Linked DNA regions of Lactuca sativa: region 1 is linked to region 2. A link is a contact called in public Hi-C data. All regions are on one chromosome and are shown on one strand. Each heading gives the region's core, a stretch centred on a gene start, on an enhancer-like site or on the middle of the called end of the contact. The rest is flanking DNA. Distances are from core to core; before and after follow the strand shown.

What was found. Hi-C and Micro-C count contacts between places; a contact is called where the count stands out from the background.
Region 1: a Hi-C map of leaf shows a contact between it and region 2, with 6 times the contacts expected there. The contact joins the promoter of LOC111895112 here to the promoter of LOC111898712 in region 2. A contact is called at or near these places in 2 of 4 Hi-C or Micro-C datasets (both in leaf).

The regions. Positions count from the first base shown.
Region 1 is chr7:106,786,658-106,791,008 of Lsat_Salinas_v11, reverse strand. LOC111895112 (eukaryotic translation initiation factor 3 subunit A) reads left to right here and starts at 2,046. Exons shown (of 14, transcript XM_052765246.1): 1 at 2,046-2,182; 2 at 2,923-2,991; 3 at 3,148-3,629; 4 at 3,709-3,924; 5 at 4,346-4,351. The coding sequence starts at 2,946.
Region 2 is chr7:106,242,685-106,247,178 of Lsat_Salinas_v11, reverse strand. LOC111898712 (protein NETWORKED 1A) reads left to right here and starts at 2,127. Exons shown (of 4, transcript XM_023894586.3): 1 at 2,127-2,391; 2 at 3,139-3,278; 3 at 3,981-4,494. The coding sequence starts at 3,176.

The DNA of each region.
Region 1 (4,351 bases), core at 797-3,296, 540 kb before region 2:
AACCTTAGTAACAAACTTTACTGGAATTATTTTTTTAGTTTATTTTAATTGATAAACGGACCCATATAATAACATCAAGTACTTTACCCGATGATAATGTTTTGATTAATAAGACCATATAAACTTAAAATCTTAATTATTCAAAAATAGGATCAAATATAAGTTTTTTTTTAAATCAAACTCGTTGATAAAGAATTTTTTGTGTTAAATTTAAACTAAAATTATGTATAAACATTATACATAATATATATATATATATATATATATATATATATATATATATATATATATATATTAATACTTAATAGTAATGATTATTGTTATTGATTGTTCGATGACAAACTTCTTAAAAGACAACTATTCACCAAAAAAATATTCATTAGTACCTACCATCTAGATTTCTAGAAAGCTTCAGTCACAAAACCTTCACCACTTGTGATCAGATCTGTATTTTTCATTTGTGATTTGAAATATGAAATATTTCCCAACGAAACTATCTGCATCTTCCTTTAATGTAAATTAAACAAAGAGTATTCGTTATAAAACAGAGACAATTTTTGTAAACTCCAGTAAACGGTACCATTTTTGTTATTATTTTAAAACTTGGACCATTACTTGTGACTGATGAACTTATATGTAATAAATCACAATCTACTTTAAAAGTATGATGATATTAAAAGTATGTATGCTGTTGTGTGGCCGTGTGGCTTGGGGGGATGATCTTATTACTTAGGCCATGCGGTGTAGTGCTAACACACCACACGTTATGCTGAAATGGATAAACTTAACCCAAGTGACCCCTCCTTTATGTTATAGCGTGTTATGCTTAGGTAAACGGGACCATTAATGTCAATTAAACAAAGAGTATTCATTATAAAACAGAGACCATTTTTGTAAACTCCAGTAAACGGGACCATTTTTGTTATTATTTTAAAACTTGGACCATTACTTGCGACTGATGAACTTATATGTAATAAATCACAATCTACTTTAAAAGTATGATGATATTAAAAATATGTATGTTGTTGTGTGACTATGAACTTATATGTAATAAATCACAATCTACTTTAAAAGTATGATGATATTAAAAGTATGTATGTATGTTACAATGTATTATGCTTAGGTAAACGCTTCCATTAATTTAAATTAAACAAAGAGTATTCGTTATAAAACAGAGACCATTTTTGTAAACTCCAGTAAACGGGACCATTTTTGTTATTATTTTAAAACTTGGATCATTACTTGTGACTGATGAACTTATACGTAATAAATCACAATCTACTTTAAAAGTATGATGATATTAAAAGTATGTATGTTGTTGTGTGGCTTGGGTTATGCTGAATTGGACAAACTTAACCCAAGTGACCCCCCCCCCCCCCCCCCCCCACCCCCCTTTACGTTACAACGTGTTATGCTTAGGTTGTGTTATGAAAAGTGGTGGTGGTAACATTTTTTTTTAATTAAAAAATTAAAACTTTAATGAATGGTGGAGTGGTGAGAATTTTCTAAGGTAAGTGATGGGGAATGGTGTTGACATGACACGAGGTGACACCATTTTTTATGAGGTTAGAGGTATAACTCAACCTTACTGTTACTTTTGATTAATATGCAAGTTAATAGCAACCTACTTTTTTATTCTTTATGAATTTAGGAAGGATATAATTGGTAAACTGACCATTCATGTAATATTTTTGACATGGACTATTTGTGCGATATACTAACTTCATGTTTTTCATTTTCAATTCTATTGATGTACCTTCTTAACTATTTGTAAATTTAGTTTTTAACTGTTTACAAATTTATGATTAATGATTACGATGTTTGTAATCGTTATATTGTTTTACATTACAGAACCATGCTGTACACATATTATAACCTAACTAGCCATAGAAAAAACCCTTATTCGTAGTAACATTGAAAATGCCTTTTAAGTTTGGATGATATTTGAAGCCCATCAAGTTTGCAATATTGTAGCTTTGTAAAGCCCAATAAAGGTGTTCGTGGGCTTTTTCACTTTTGAGGCCGATGAATTTCTACCCCCTTCTGCGTTGGCCCCAGTCACGCATTTTGATAAAATAAAAGCTCGCCAAAACTTTGAAACCCTACTCTCCTTCTTTTGCTTCAGCACATATCTGGAATACAGGCACAGCCGAGGAAACACACTTTCCGCTAATCGATAAAGGTATTGCCTCAGTATGTTATTCATCGTTTCATCAATTTGTTTCAAGGGTCGTTATTCTGTTCTTATGTGTTTTTGTTTGTTTAGTTCAAGATCTATCGACAGATTACGTGCAGCATAAGATTCATAGATCGACAACTGATTTATTTGTGTATCTCTTGTTAGCAATTTGATGATTTAATTTCTTTACTCTAACTGCTGGCGTTACATTAGGGTTTTGTTTTTTCCTTTCGGTTTGTGGCTAGATTGACTGTTCGATGGAGGAGTAAGGGCGAGAGATTAGGTGCAATATATATATTTTTTATGTTTTAATTTTCTACTTGTATATTCTTTGCGCTTGATCTAAATGCCTAAAGGGCAATGTTTTTTGCTGGATGTTGCCTGTGGCTGTGAACATACTTAACGGGTTCTCAATTAACATAGGGGACAATTGTTTGAAAATATATGATTTATCCATATTCTGAATTCTTTAAAACATGTATTCATGTTTGATGCTATGCTTGGACTAGAAATGTGTCTGTTGGTGAAATATGCTTTTCAGTTTCAGCATTTCAATGCTTAGAAGTGGGAACATTGATTTATCACTATTTTCTTTGTTATCTTGCTCGAATGAGTGTGTTAATAGAGAACAAAGCGAATGTCTACAGCATAAGTGTCTTTGTGCTTCTATCTGTGCAAAACTTCAAGTTATTCCTAAGCAGATTTAACACCTACAAATAATTGTTTGGTTTGCATCCCAGCAGGTTGAAGACCACTGTGATTGACCATGGCGACTTTTGCTAAACCAGAGAATGCATTGAAACGAGCGGAAGGTGAGTAGCTACTTGCTGATTTAATCTGACTCTTTAACATTTCTGACTTATTTTCATTCTCTTTAATGTTTTTGATGCTTTGTAGTTTGTCTCCTTACATCTGAGAATGTATGCGTATATGGTGACTAACCGACTTTTGCTAAAATGTGATTGCAGAATTGATAAATGTTGGTCAGAAGCAAGATGCATTGCAAGCTCTTCATGATCTTATTACATCAAAAAGGTACAGGGCATGGCAGAAAACACATGAAAAGATTATGTTCAAGTACATCGAGCTTTGTGTTGATATGAGGAGGGGTAGATTTGCCAAAGATGGCCTCATCCAATACCGCATAATCTGCCAGCAAGTTAATGTTAATTCTTTGGAAGAAGTGATTAAGCACTTCATGGATCTTTCAACCAAAAGGGCTGAGCTGGCACGTAGCCAGGCACAAGCTTTAGAGGAAGCTCTCGATGTTGATGACCTTGAAGCCGATAAAAGACCAGAAGACCTAATGTTAAGCTATGTCAGTGGTGAAAAGGGAAAGGATCGTTCAGATAGGGAGCTTGTGACTCCATGGTTTAAGTTCTTATGGGAGACATATAGGACAGTTCTTGAAATTCTCCGAAACAATTCCAAGTTGATGGCTCTTTATGCTGTAAGTTTTGATTTTTAATAATGTGAATCTTGCTTTTTAAATTCTTAACTTATATTAATTTTTATTTTTTTGTATGTAGGATACTGCTCATCGTGCCTTCCAATTCTGCAAGCAATACAAAAGAACAACAGAGTTTCGTAGGCTTTGTGAGATTATTAGGAATCATCTTGCAAACCTCAACAAGTACAGAGACCAGAGGGACAGACCTGACCTAACTGCCCCTGAAAGTCTACATTTTTACCTGGACACAAGGTTTGAGCAATTGAAAGTTGCAACCGAATTGGAACTCTGGCAGGTGTGTATGCTATTTATATGGGAACATACTTTATTAAATAGTATTTTACCAATATAGGGTATCTACTCTATAGTTTTATCCATATATTTCTATATTCATAATAGCAACCCTGTTGCATATATAATATAAATAATACTTTAGGAACATATTTAAAACTTTTCCCTACAATAGCAACATCCTTTTACTCTTTTACCCATAATAGTTTATAAATAACAAATAAAGTACATTGCCTTTATTGGTAGTGAAATATATGTATGTTGCTATTGTTGGTAAAAGATTTAAGTATGTTGGCATGTTGCTATTATTGTTAAAAGAATAATATAAAATAATAAAGTAAAAGATAAGTACATTGCCCATATTATTATCAACAGTAAAGAATCATGTAGTTTAAATTTAATAAGTTGTATGATTGTATCTTCAGGAAGCT
Region 2 (4,494 bases), core at 878-3,377:
CAAAGTTAGACTATGTATACAATCTATCCAAGTGATCCTATACTTCCTTCGATATATCATACTTTACCAATTGTGTGACAATAAACCGAATTACATAATTGCTAATCTAAGTGATAATGTTGGAGTTATTGGTCTCCCACAAGTCCAATAAGGTTATATAATTTGCAGCCTTCTGATTCATTGGTTTGTCCTTTGTATCTGACACAATTCCCTACATATTTTTCCCCTACAAAAAGTTCTTCATAACATAACTATAGTAGACATAGTTCTTGCTATTGAGTTGGGTACTAATGGACTAACGCAAATCATTTCTAGGAGCCATATTGCCAATATCAGTCAAACAAATCATTTAGAAAACCAACAATAAATGCGATAAACAAACAAAACTACTGAAACCATCATAACCGATCATATTAATGACAGACGAACGAAAAAATAGCAACAATCAGAGCCCTTAAAATCGACAAAATCAAACTAATCAAAACAAACATAATACATAAAATAATAAGAAAATCATACCCAAAATTGTTAGAACGAACGACAAAAACACATTAAATATTTATGCCCAAAATCGCCAAACATAATAACGAATCAAAAAATCATACCAAAAATCGCCAAAATTTTCAACCCGCGGAATACCACATCCCTACGTACAAGTCGACCCCAACAATCATAAAGAATGAACGTAAATGACCCTGACACCATGTAAACTAATGAACAATTGAGACAAAATACGGTTAAAGTTTTATTATTACGGGCGAAAAGTATAAATACAAAGAAACACACTAAAAAAACTTTATAGATTTATTAGGCTAAGAGGTTGTACCTTAGGGCATCCATAATGCATTGAATTCTATAGAGTTTAATGGAGTGTCACATCATCATTCATTATTCCATACAATTCTATTCATTTTTATCCCATAATGTATTAAAGTCTACAAGTTCAATAGAACATATTAAAAAAATATTTATTTAAAGATTTAAAGACTTTCATTTTTTTTATTGAAGAGTTCAATGATCATTGAACTTTAAATCCATTGAATGTCAATGTGACATTTCACAATGGTAGAGTTGTATCCATTGAATGATAAATAGACATGACATCTCATTCAACTCCCCATTATGGATGCTCTTAGACATCACTTTCATCGCATTAGGACATTATAATTCAACTTTCCATGTTGTCTATGTGACTAATTAGTGGGCAAATCCAAAGATAGGATTTATCTATTCATCTATAATAAAATTACGAGTCGGGCAACTTTTGTTGATATTCTCTTGATCAACATATGAATGATGACAAGTTTTATAAACACGATACACTTTGTACATTAAGTTGAGATGACAAATTTATTTTAAGTAGTTATGCTTGTAAAGAATATTATAACCATTTACCATATGAATATTTACAAATGAAAGTCCCAATTGCACTATGTATGCTTTCTGGGAGTTTCATTTGTAAATTACATTTCTATATGTTAGTTTAACATCTCATTTGGCCTAATATGTTTCATCAATGTAGGGACGATCTATGGCATTGAGGTGCACCACATGTGTTTCTTTCGCATGGGGCTAGCCTTTATATCATAACTATATGTCGGTTTGTTTGAGGTGCAATTTAATTGTGCTGCAATTTATTAGTACCATTTAAAGGCAAGTGCTTAAAATCGTTGAAATACCTTTTTCATACAAGATATAGTTCATCCGACATTAACCTAGGAACCGTTTCATTAGGAATAAGAAACATAAGTACGATCAATGCAAGTTTAAGCAAACAAACACATTATGACTTTAAGTAAACTTATCTAACACTCAAGGGACCAATTTTTATGTAACTCTAATTTTTTTTTTTTTTAAGAATTCAATACAATATCTTTTTGTAGTCAATAATATTTATTATATCTTATTATATACTTACACAGAAAATGTATGATTTTTATGGACGGGATATTCATAATATTTGTTATATCTTTTATAAACACAGAAAATTATATTATATTTATGGATGGGATGGGATAAGAAATATGATTTTGAAGAAACATGCTTATAATGGACAAAATCATTAAGTTTGAGTATTTTACCATTTATTATGTGCGAGATTCGAGCCCCCCAATAAACTAACACATTTAGTAGAAACCTTCACGTTTCCCACTTATTGCTTTTTACAGTCCATGAGTCATTCTCACACTGTATGTCTGCAATAAAATTAGAAACAAGATGACCCAATAGTCAATTAAAGAAGAAAACCTACCGTTGAATGTCAGAGTTTTTAGAGAGAGAAAGTGGGAGAAGCGAATGGGTTGAGAGACAGAGGAAATTCCGTTCTACGGGGTGAAGGGTTACAACTGCAGATCAGAATCCAGAACCCCATTTGCAAGATTTCATTTTTCTGTAAGTTTATCGATCTTTGTTGCTTGATAATCTTGATTTCTCATACCCCTTAGCACTTACTGTTTTGAGAACCGAGATTTTGTTTTTTCTTCTTGGATTTTTACTTCATTTTCTTTCTTTGTAATGCTAATCTAACTCATCTGGGTTTTGGTTAAATGTTTTTTTGTTGATGTTTTTGTCTCCCCCATTTCAATTAATTTAGGTTTAATTTTCGATTTCATCATTTCATCCCACGTCGACACGTTTTTGAAAGAATAAATATGAATCTTTTCTTTAAAAAACATCCCATTTGCATAAATTGTCTTTCTTTCCATCAGATTGTTGAAATATTTCGACTGATTTTGCCATTTTCTCAATTAATTTCATACTATTTTTTTCTACTTTTTTTTGGTTAGATGGCTTGAAAACGATATCTTGCCTAATGGTTTCAAACACCCACCTGAGAGACTATTGTGTAATTAACGTAATTGTGTTCAGATTAAGAGGTTTCACAGCTACTCGAGTGTTACAACTCAATCGAGGAGTTTCTTTTTCCTTATAAACCCCCAATTTCTGCTTGATTTATAGAATGTAATTATTGTAATCTACTCGGATGTTGATATAACCCTAATTCCACTTTTTGTGGTTGTCTAACTTTACTAATTAACCGACGTTTTTAGGTGCGAAGTAGCCCTACTTTTTGTGAAAAAGAAAAAAGATAAAAAAAAATTTGATTGTGGCCCTGATCTACTTTCCTGGGATTTGAAGATCCAAATCAGCTGCCTTTTTCTTCCGTGCTGGAGTGATGGCCTGCATGATAAATTCAGAGTCAAGGCGTTTGTATTCTTGGTGGTGGGACAGCCATATTAGCCCTAAAAATTCAAAATGGCTTCAAGAGAATCTTACAGGTATGGAGTGATTTGTCATCTTATTTCTTGTTTTTATCTATTTTTGATGAATGATTGATTGATTGCTTATGTAAATGAAAGATAATTTTGGTACTTGTTTGAATCGCATTCCTTTCCACCGACAGATATTGAACAACCACAATCTGATCTGATAAATATAATAAAGTGGTACTATTTGAAATGAACTCTTAATGCGGTGTTTGATTATTTGGGAAATTCTGATTATTTAAATAATTGATTAATAAAATAAGCGATAATCAAACTGATTATTTGATCTCTAAATAGTTAGATAATTACTTTCAACACGCATCCAATATTTGTGGGATATTTGATCTCGTGTGCATTTGATTTTGAATACGACTCCTGTGATGGGGTATAGAATTTCATCGACCTTTTACATTCCTAAATGGGGTCATGGATCTAGGAATCTGAAGCAGCATTAGAGTTTTTTTTTTTTTTTTTGGTATGCATTAAAATAAAACAAAAAGAGTTCATCTTTAATCTTTTTTTGCATTTCAAAAAGAATTCCAGGGTCCACCCTTGGTCATGATGCTCTTGATTCTGATGAGATACTTGATAATCATTAACTCGTTGTTTCTGATGAAGTCATTTAAAATGGTTCATATTCGCATAAAGTGTTCTTTATGAAAACGAGGGGCCCACTTGTAAAAAAAGAAAGTCAAATTGTTTCATTTTTTGCAGATATGGATACAAAAGTGAAATCGATGATCAAACTGATCGAAGAAGATGCGGATTCATTTGCAAGGAGGGCAGAAATGTACTACAAGAAGAGGCCAGAGCTGATGAAATTAGTTGAAGAGTTCTACCGAGCTTACCGTGCACTAGCGGAACGATATGATTATGCAACCGGTGAGCTCCGCCATGCTCAAAGGACTTTACAGGCGGCTTTTCCCGATCAAGTGCATTTCAGCCTACAGGAAGAATTAGCATCTTCAATCTCCACCACTCAATCTCAAACACCCGATGATCAAAATAATGAATCTTTTAGCTTCGAGATCATCGAAGCTAAGATTTTCTCGGAAACCGAACGGGCGAATAAAGCCGAACATGAAATTGAGAAGTTGAAAAAGGCGTTGACCGATTTGACCAGTGAAAAGGAGTCTTTACTTGCTCAGTATCGAGAAAGTTTGGAGAAAATTTGTAATGCGGATGGAGAACTTAATCGGGCACTTGAAAAAGCCAAGATTCTTGATGG